Regions from separate parts of the Triticum aestivum genome. Here region 2 is linked to region 1. A link is a contact called in public Hi-C data. All regions are on one chromosome and are shown on one strand. The core of a region is the stretch at or near the end of the contact, and the rest is flanking DNA. Distances in the headings are between cores, read along the strand shown.

Region 1 (3,005 bases), core at 252-2,751:
ATCTATCATCGAGACATCACCGGTGGATGCAGGCGATCGAGCATGACATTGGAGCAGCGAAGCTTGGTGGACGGGCTTCTTAGCACGACAGAAGCGAGCGATGTGTCCAGATCGAAGGCAGTCCGTGCATCGGATTGGATCTCTGCAAGAGTGTGCGCGATGACCTCGACAGAGACACCGGAAACACCTGTTTCTCAGCCACGCCGGAGGGGAACGCCGCACAGTGGTGGAAGGGCGACAAAAAACTGTAGGAGGCGGCGAGCGGCGCCCCTTCGAGACAGTCTGCCATCCCCCAAGCTCACACTCGAGAACGGTCGTCGCCTCATCACGATGGAAGCATCCACGCCAATCCCCCCAACCCGAGCGCACGGGCGGGACGGAGCGATCGCCTCCAGCAGCATCGCGCGGCGCAGGAGCAGTGAGTGCAGGAGGTTGGCCGGCAGGCAGGTAAGGTCGTCCAGCAGGCGGCGAAGCAAAGGGATCCAGGCCCTCCTGGGAACGAGCCTTCCGCCCTCCTATGGCCGGGTCCGATCTGCAACAAGCAAGTGCAGCCGCGACTAGTGCAGCGGCGGCGAACGACGGTGCTAGAGGGTCCACGGGCGCTGGCTCGGAGGGGAGCGAGCTCGATGAAGACGGACGCGAGCTCCGGGACGCAGCCGGTTGGAGGAGGGATGGAGCCACCATGGGGTTGTCGGCAGCAGCAACCGCCGTCGCCGGAGCGGGGCAGCCACCAGCTGCCGCGGGCATGGGGGGCGTCGGCGTCGCAGTGGCCGGCGCCGGAGCTGGGCAGTCCGGTGTTGTCGTCGGCGTCGGAAGCAGGAGGTCCCGATCCAGATCTGATGGGAAAGACGGCGGGGATGGCGGCGGGACGACCACCGGCTTAAAGCCCACGGGCAGCGAGGGGGGAGGCGGTGGCAGCATGGCGGCTGGGCTGCGGGCCAGCGGTGGAGTGGCCGACGGGGCCAGAGTGGCCGCCGCCGGTGCGCTAGTAGGAGAGCTCGGGGTCGGGTCCAGGTTTGCCCCGACTTCCATCTCCGTACTAGCAATAATGCGTTGCCCTGCGCCTGGCCCTCCATGGTTTTTTAGGGTGCTCTAAGCACAAGAACTCTGCAGTGACAATTTTTTTTTTCAAACATAACTCTGCAGTGACAAAAATGCCATGGAAAAGAGCCTGGAGGAATTAATTAACATCCCGCGGATGGAAATCAGCATATCGCGTACGTCCACGACAAAACCATGTGAGTGGAATGAATTAACGCCCAATATCCGCGGATGGGATGGTGCCGTGAAAAGTGGTAATCAAACCACCACCAGCAACAGTGATGATATACATCTCATCCGCGGATGATGGACATTTGAGCGTGCATCGCTGATAAGGGCCAAGCTGGGAGGGGCCCGGATGAGGGCACGCCACGGGACAGCGAGTCCAGACGAGACAGAAAGAAAGGGACGCTGCCTGCTGCCTCGCGACATCGGTCGGTCGCGGTGTCCATCTTGCGTTCATCGGGTCGGAACTCGAAACTAATGCTGTGGTGCTCCGCCCTGCCTCTTCTATCCGTGTACCGTGGTCGCAGGGGGCGCGAATTCGGCGACGCGACGGCGGCATCTCGCACCTGGCCGTCCGTCCGTCTTTTTTCCCTTCCTCCCTGCTTCCAGAAACCTATAACCGGTGAGAATATCTGCGATGTATGCGTGATGCTCGCTGCTGCCGATCAAGTCCGCTGCGGACGGCGACGCCTTTGGCATCCGGAAAAGGCCAGGGAGCCGACTAAAGCACGAGTTATTTGCTGGCGGGGTGCGGAGGCGCATGGAGGTTACTTGCGGATGTCTTATCCATTCCTGCCTTGAGAGGAAAAAGGTCCAGAGACGTGAAAATTCATCTCTGCACCCGAGCTCATTTGCACCCGAGCTGACGAAAAAAATCAAAACAAATACTAGAAAATTTTAAAAAATTCCAAATTTTTTTGTGCGGTAGACAATTTGATGCGTGAGGTCCACTCCCATTTTCAAATCCTTTGGACATCTGAGGAGTTCTCGGCAAAAAATACAAATTGGGGGTATGTAAAAAAGTTACTATTCATGTACTGTTTTGGTCCGATTGTTTTTTTTTTGCTGAGAGCTGCTAAGATGTCCAAATGATTTGAAATTTGAAGCGGGCCTCACGCATCAAATTTTCTACTGCACAAAAAAATTGATTTTTTTAAATTAATGATTTTTTTCTAACCGGGTGCAGATGAGTCTGGGCACCGAAACGCCCTGCTCTCAGAGATGGTACTACTTGCAGGACACAGATAGAGACTATCTGAGCTAAAGCTCAAATGAGCTCGTAAAAACAGTAAAACCTAAAAAATCAAATTACTTTTTTGCTGCAAAAATTGGGTAGCTTTTTACACGCATGCAAAATTTCATGATGAAATCGCATTCCTGAAAGTGTGGACCAAAATTACAAAATTGAGGCGTCCAGAGTTCCACAAATGTGATTTCATCGTGAAATTTTTACACGCAAGTGAAACTTTTCTCATTGTTTGTTGGGAAAACTTTGTTTCTGCCACTCTAACTTTTGCCCACTTTGCTTATGCCACTCTAGAATTTGACATATCACTTTTTCCACTCTCAGCTTTTGACAATTATCACAATTGTCATTCCGTGGCAAAAGCAAAATTTTCAGAGTGGCAATTATGATACATTGTCAAAATCTAAGAGTGGCAAAAGTGAAATAAAAAATTGTTGCTTTTGTCACGGAATGGCAATTGTGATAATTGTCAAAAGCTGTGAGTGGAAAAAGTGATATGTCAAATTCTAGAGTGGCAAAAACAAAGTTTTCCCTTGTTTGTTGCAAAAAAAAACTCAAACTTTTTTGAATTTTTTCAAAAAAAAAATTGAGTACTGATGACAGTGAGATTCTCTCACTGCCTTTTATATTAATAAATTAAGAGTTAGGGGGGTTACAGTATCCAGACAGTTACATATTACATTGGGGAGGGGGTAGAGAGATTAAACAGCTA
Region 2 (3,005 bases), core at 284-2,783, 330 kb before region 1:
ATAGCAGTACTGTGGCGCATCCCACGAAAACAAGAAATATAGAAGCAGTAATGGCATGGAAGAAATCTGTGCCAGCAGCTGCCTCAAGGTGTAAGAGGGTTTACATCACACACATGGTTCAGGTCTTGAAATGAATCCATCCATAGAATGACATATTGATAAAATAGTACCACCAATTTTGTGGACAAATATTTGACTCAAGTACCTAAGGGCTCAATGTCTTCCCCTTTGGACAGAAGTACATAATCTCTCCATCCATAACCAGCTATAAATGTGTTGGTTACCCCAAAATGGTTCTTCAATCAACCTATAACCAGTCATCACTTCCTTCGTGCATACAATATGGCAACCACGGCTGATATCCCGACTGCTGCTACCGGAATGGCCCAGTACTGCACAGCGTAAGCCGCCAGCTTGCTGGCGAAGTCCTTGTCCTGCTCTTTCCTGAAAACCTCCATCTCAGGCATGTCAGGTGTTTCGTCCAAGTCCAATTCCCCAATGAAGTAATCCTTCATTAACTCCTTGGCATCCTTGCTGTGGCCCGCATCTTCAAATTCCTCGGTGCCATCCATACCTTCAAACGTATTATCATACATGAGCAGACAGCCTAAGAGAAAATAAAATGCGTTGAAAAAGAACATGAAAACAGGAGGAGAGAAGCAGTACCAGTCACGGCAAGCAGAACATCAGCACCCCCAGGATGGTCATCCAAATACGCGGTCACATCATAAATCTGCATTGTATTCATCAACAGGACATGAGCTCGCCACACAATCAGAGTAGGGGAACATATTGCCAAGTAGTATTGTAATGCCTATCTACTCTCTGCTGACACAAATTCTATTTGTTCCAAAGCCCTCAACAGAGGCATCTGCCGTGGTTGCTTTCAACAGAGGAAAGCAACCTCCACAAATAAGATACCCCAGCACAACTGTCCCACGACCATGAGGATTAAACCTTGCATTGCCACCACCCAGTATTGGTGCCTAGACTAGCAGGCCACGCCACTCGCAGAGACGTTCGGTCTCGATTCCTGCAGCCTTCTCACTAACAAAGCGAGCGCGGGATCTCCCAGGCATTCGGTCGAACAGGCTACGGGCGGGGGTCGAAGCCCAACTAGCAACGACGAAGCGCGTCCATACACCTTACCTACCTACCAACCTACCTACCGATGTTACGGGCACTATTGCTGAAGCCAGATCGGCAGCGAGGGGTACGAGGGGGGCGCTAGCGGCGGCGCTACCTTGCCGTCGACGACGATCCAGCAGTCCTCGGGGGTGTTGTGGAGGGCGGCCTCCTTCATGCTGTACAGCTTCGTCAGCGTCGGCATCCCGCTCTCGCTTTCCCAGTCCGATCGGCGGGGGGCGAGGGCGGGGGCGAGGGAATACTGCTGTACAGAGTGGGTGAATCTGCCCCGGCTTGCAGAGGAAGAAGGAGGGTGGGTATCTGGATTCTGGACCAGGTATCTGTTCTTCAATCTGCCGCCGCTTGCCTTGCAGAGAAAGAAGAACTGCCTTGGGTGGGGATTTCGGGGAGTTGGGGGTTGGGTTTAGGCCTCGTGGGCCTAGGATAATGGGTCGTCACAGCCCGCCAGCAACCCCGCCAAATTGATGGCCCATATCCCGCAGAGGTAGTTTTTTTTTGTCTGATGGGCAGGAACAGAGGGATGTTTGCTAGAAAAAAAAAGAACAGATTGGTGTTCAATCGTACATACAATAAAAAACACATTCCCCCGTTCCTAAATATAAGTCGTTTTAAAGATTCCACTATGGACTACATAAAATGCGAAATGTATGAATCTACGCTCTAAAATATATTTATATACATCCACATGTAGTCCATGATGGAGTCTTTAAAAAGACTTATAATTAGAAACGGAGGAGTATAAATCTTGATTGATATGATTAAAAGAGGAAATGACCATGGTACAAAGTACAATATTTTCTTGTCATATCACAAGCAAAAGTGTATATTTAAGAGTAAAATGTACGGAACCACCATAATTATATCAACAGTGTGTATTTAAGAGGAGCCGCTCGCGCAGCCCCCACCATGTTGGGTCACCTCCGCATCGCTAGGCCACCAACGCCTCCTCCCTCCTCTCCCAATCGTGCGCCGTGAGTAGGAGACGAACGACGCGTGCAAGCGCGCCCGCCCGATCCTGCGACGGCAACCCTAGCGCTGCCGCTCACTCTGCGTCGAGGACCTCCGCCATAGGCACGCGTCGCACACACGTCTTGAAACATTCGCAAAGCGCCCCCTAGATCTGCGTGTTTTCACAACCCCTTTCAGTGGTATCTCTATCGTCGACCACAAGATAGTCTTGGTACCATCGACCCAGTGGTGGATAGAGACTGAGGTTTGTCAGGGTGACGATATCCAAAATATCTTATATTTGTTTTTTTTAAAGGAGGAAGACCCCCGGCCTCTGCATCTGGACGCTGCATGCAACCATTTTATTAATTATTCATAAAGACCTTATAAAGTAATAATCAATAAGTCTGAAGCCATGATCTTGGCAACATTTGCCACTACTCCTATCCACTTGAGAAGGGGTGCCGATTGTCCGATCCGAAACTAAACAGACATCACACTAAGGTCTAACATCTAAAACCGGGGGCCCAACCAAGCCATTGCCCGATGTGAGACACACACTGGTCCGACGCACTCTCAGATGTAGCCGCCGTCGTCTTCCACCGATCCATCTCCAGAACAGGTACTGACACATCGACATTGTCAGGCATGCCATCGATGCCACCACGGCACCAGACAACGCCACCTCTCTACGCGCGTTCATCATCATACATCCATCGCCGAGACCCTGCCGTGCCACACCAGCGAGACTCCGCATCGTCGATGCGTGACATGAGACGCCACTCCAGCGCAAAAACTGTCCATTGGTCCCTCAAGCCAATGCACACCTCCAATTATTGTGAATGGAGGGAGTATAATTTTTCTGCCAGCTAAATATATACTACCTTCTCTTTCACTTTCATAATCTTCTT

What was found. A called contact is a pair of places that touch in the nucleus more often than the background predicts.
Region 2: a contact with region 1 is called in a Hi-C map of leaf, with 3 times the contacts expected there. The contact joins the promoter of LOC123122867 here to the enhancer-like site in region 1. A contact is called at or near these places in 4 of 5 Hi-C or Micro-C datasets (leaf and an unstated tissue) and 1 of 1 datasets of contacts at active chromatin or transcription factors (leaf).

What each region holds. Positions count from the first base shown.
Region 1 is chr5D:470,124,642-470,127,646 of IWGSC CS RefSeq v2.1, reverse strand. No RefSeq gene overlaps it. Among protein-coding and RNA genes, the nearest start is that of LOC123122866, 76 kb to the right of the region's middle. Within about 2 kb of position 1,501, at least 8 of the 8 cell types and tissues checked have an H3K27ac peak or open chromatin away from gene starts, as enhancers often do. A contact at or near this core is called in leaf, where this site is marked.
Region 2 is chr5D:470,459,412-470,462,416 of IWGSC CS RefSeq v2.1, reverse strand. LOC123122867 (cytochrome b5) reads right to left here and starts at 1,533. Exons shown (of 3, transcript XM_044543232.1): 1 at 1,244-1,533; 2 at 667-733; 3 at 1-574. The coding sequence starts at 1,330. The coding sequence ends at 321. It also overlaps the pseudogene LOC123120936.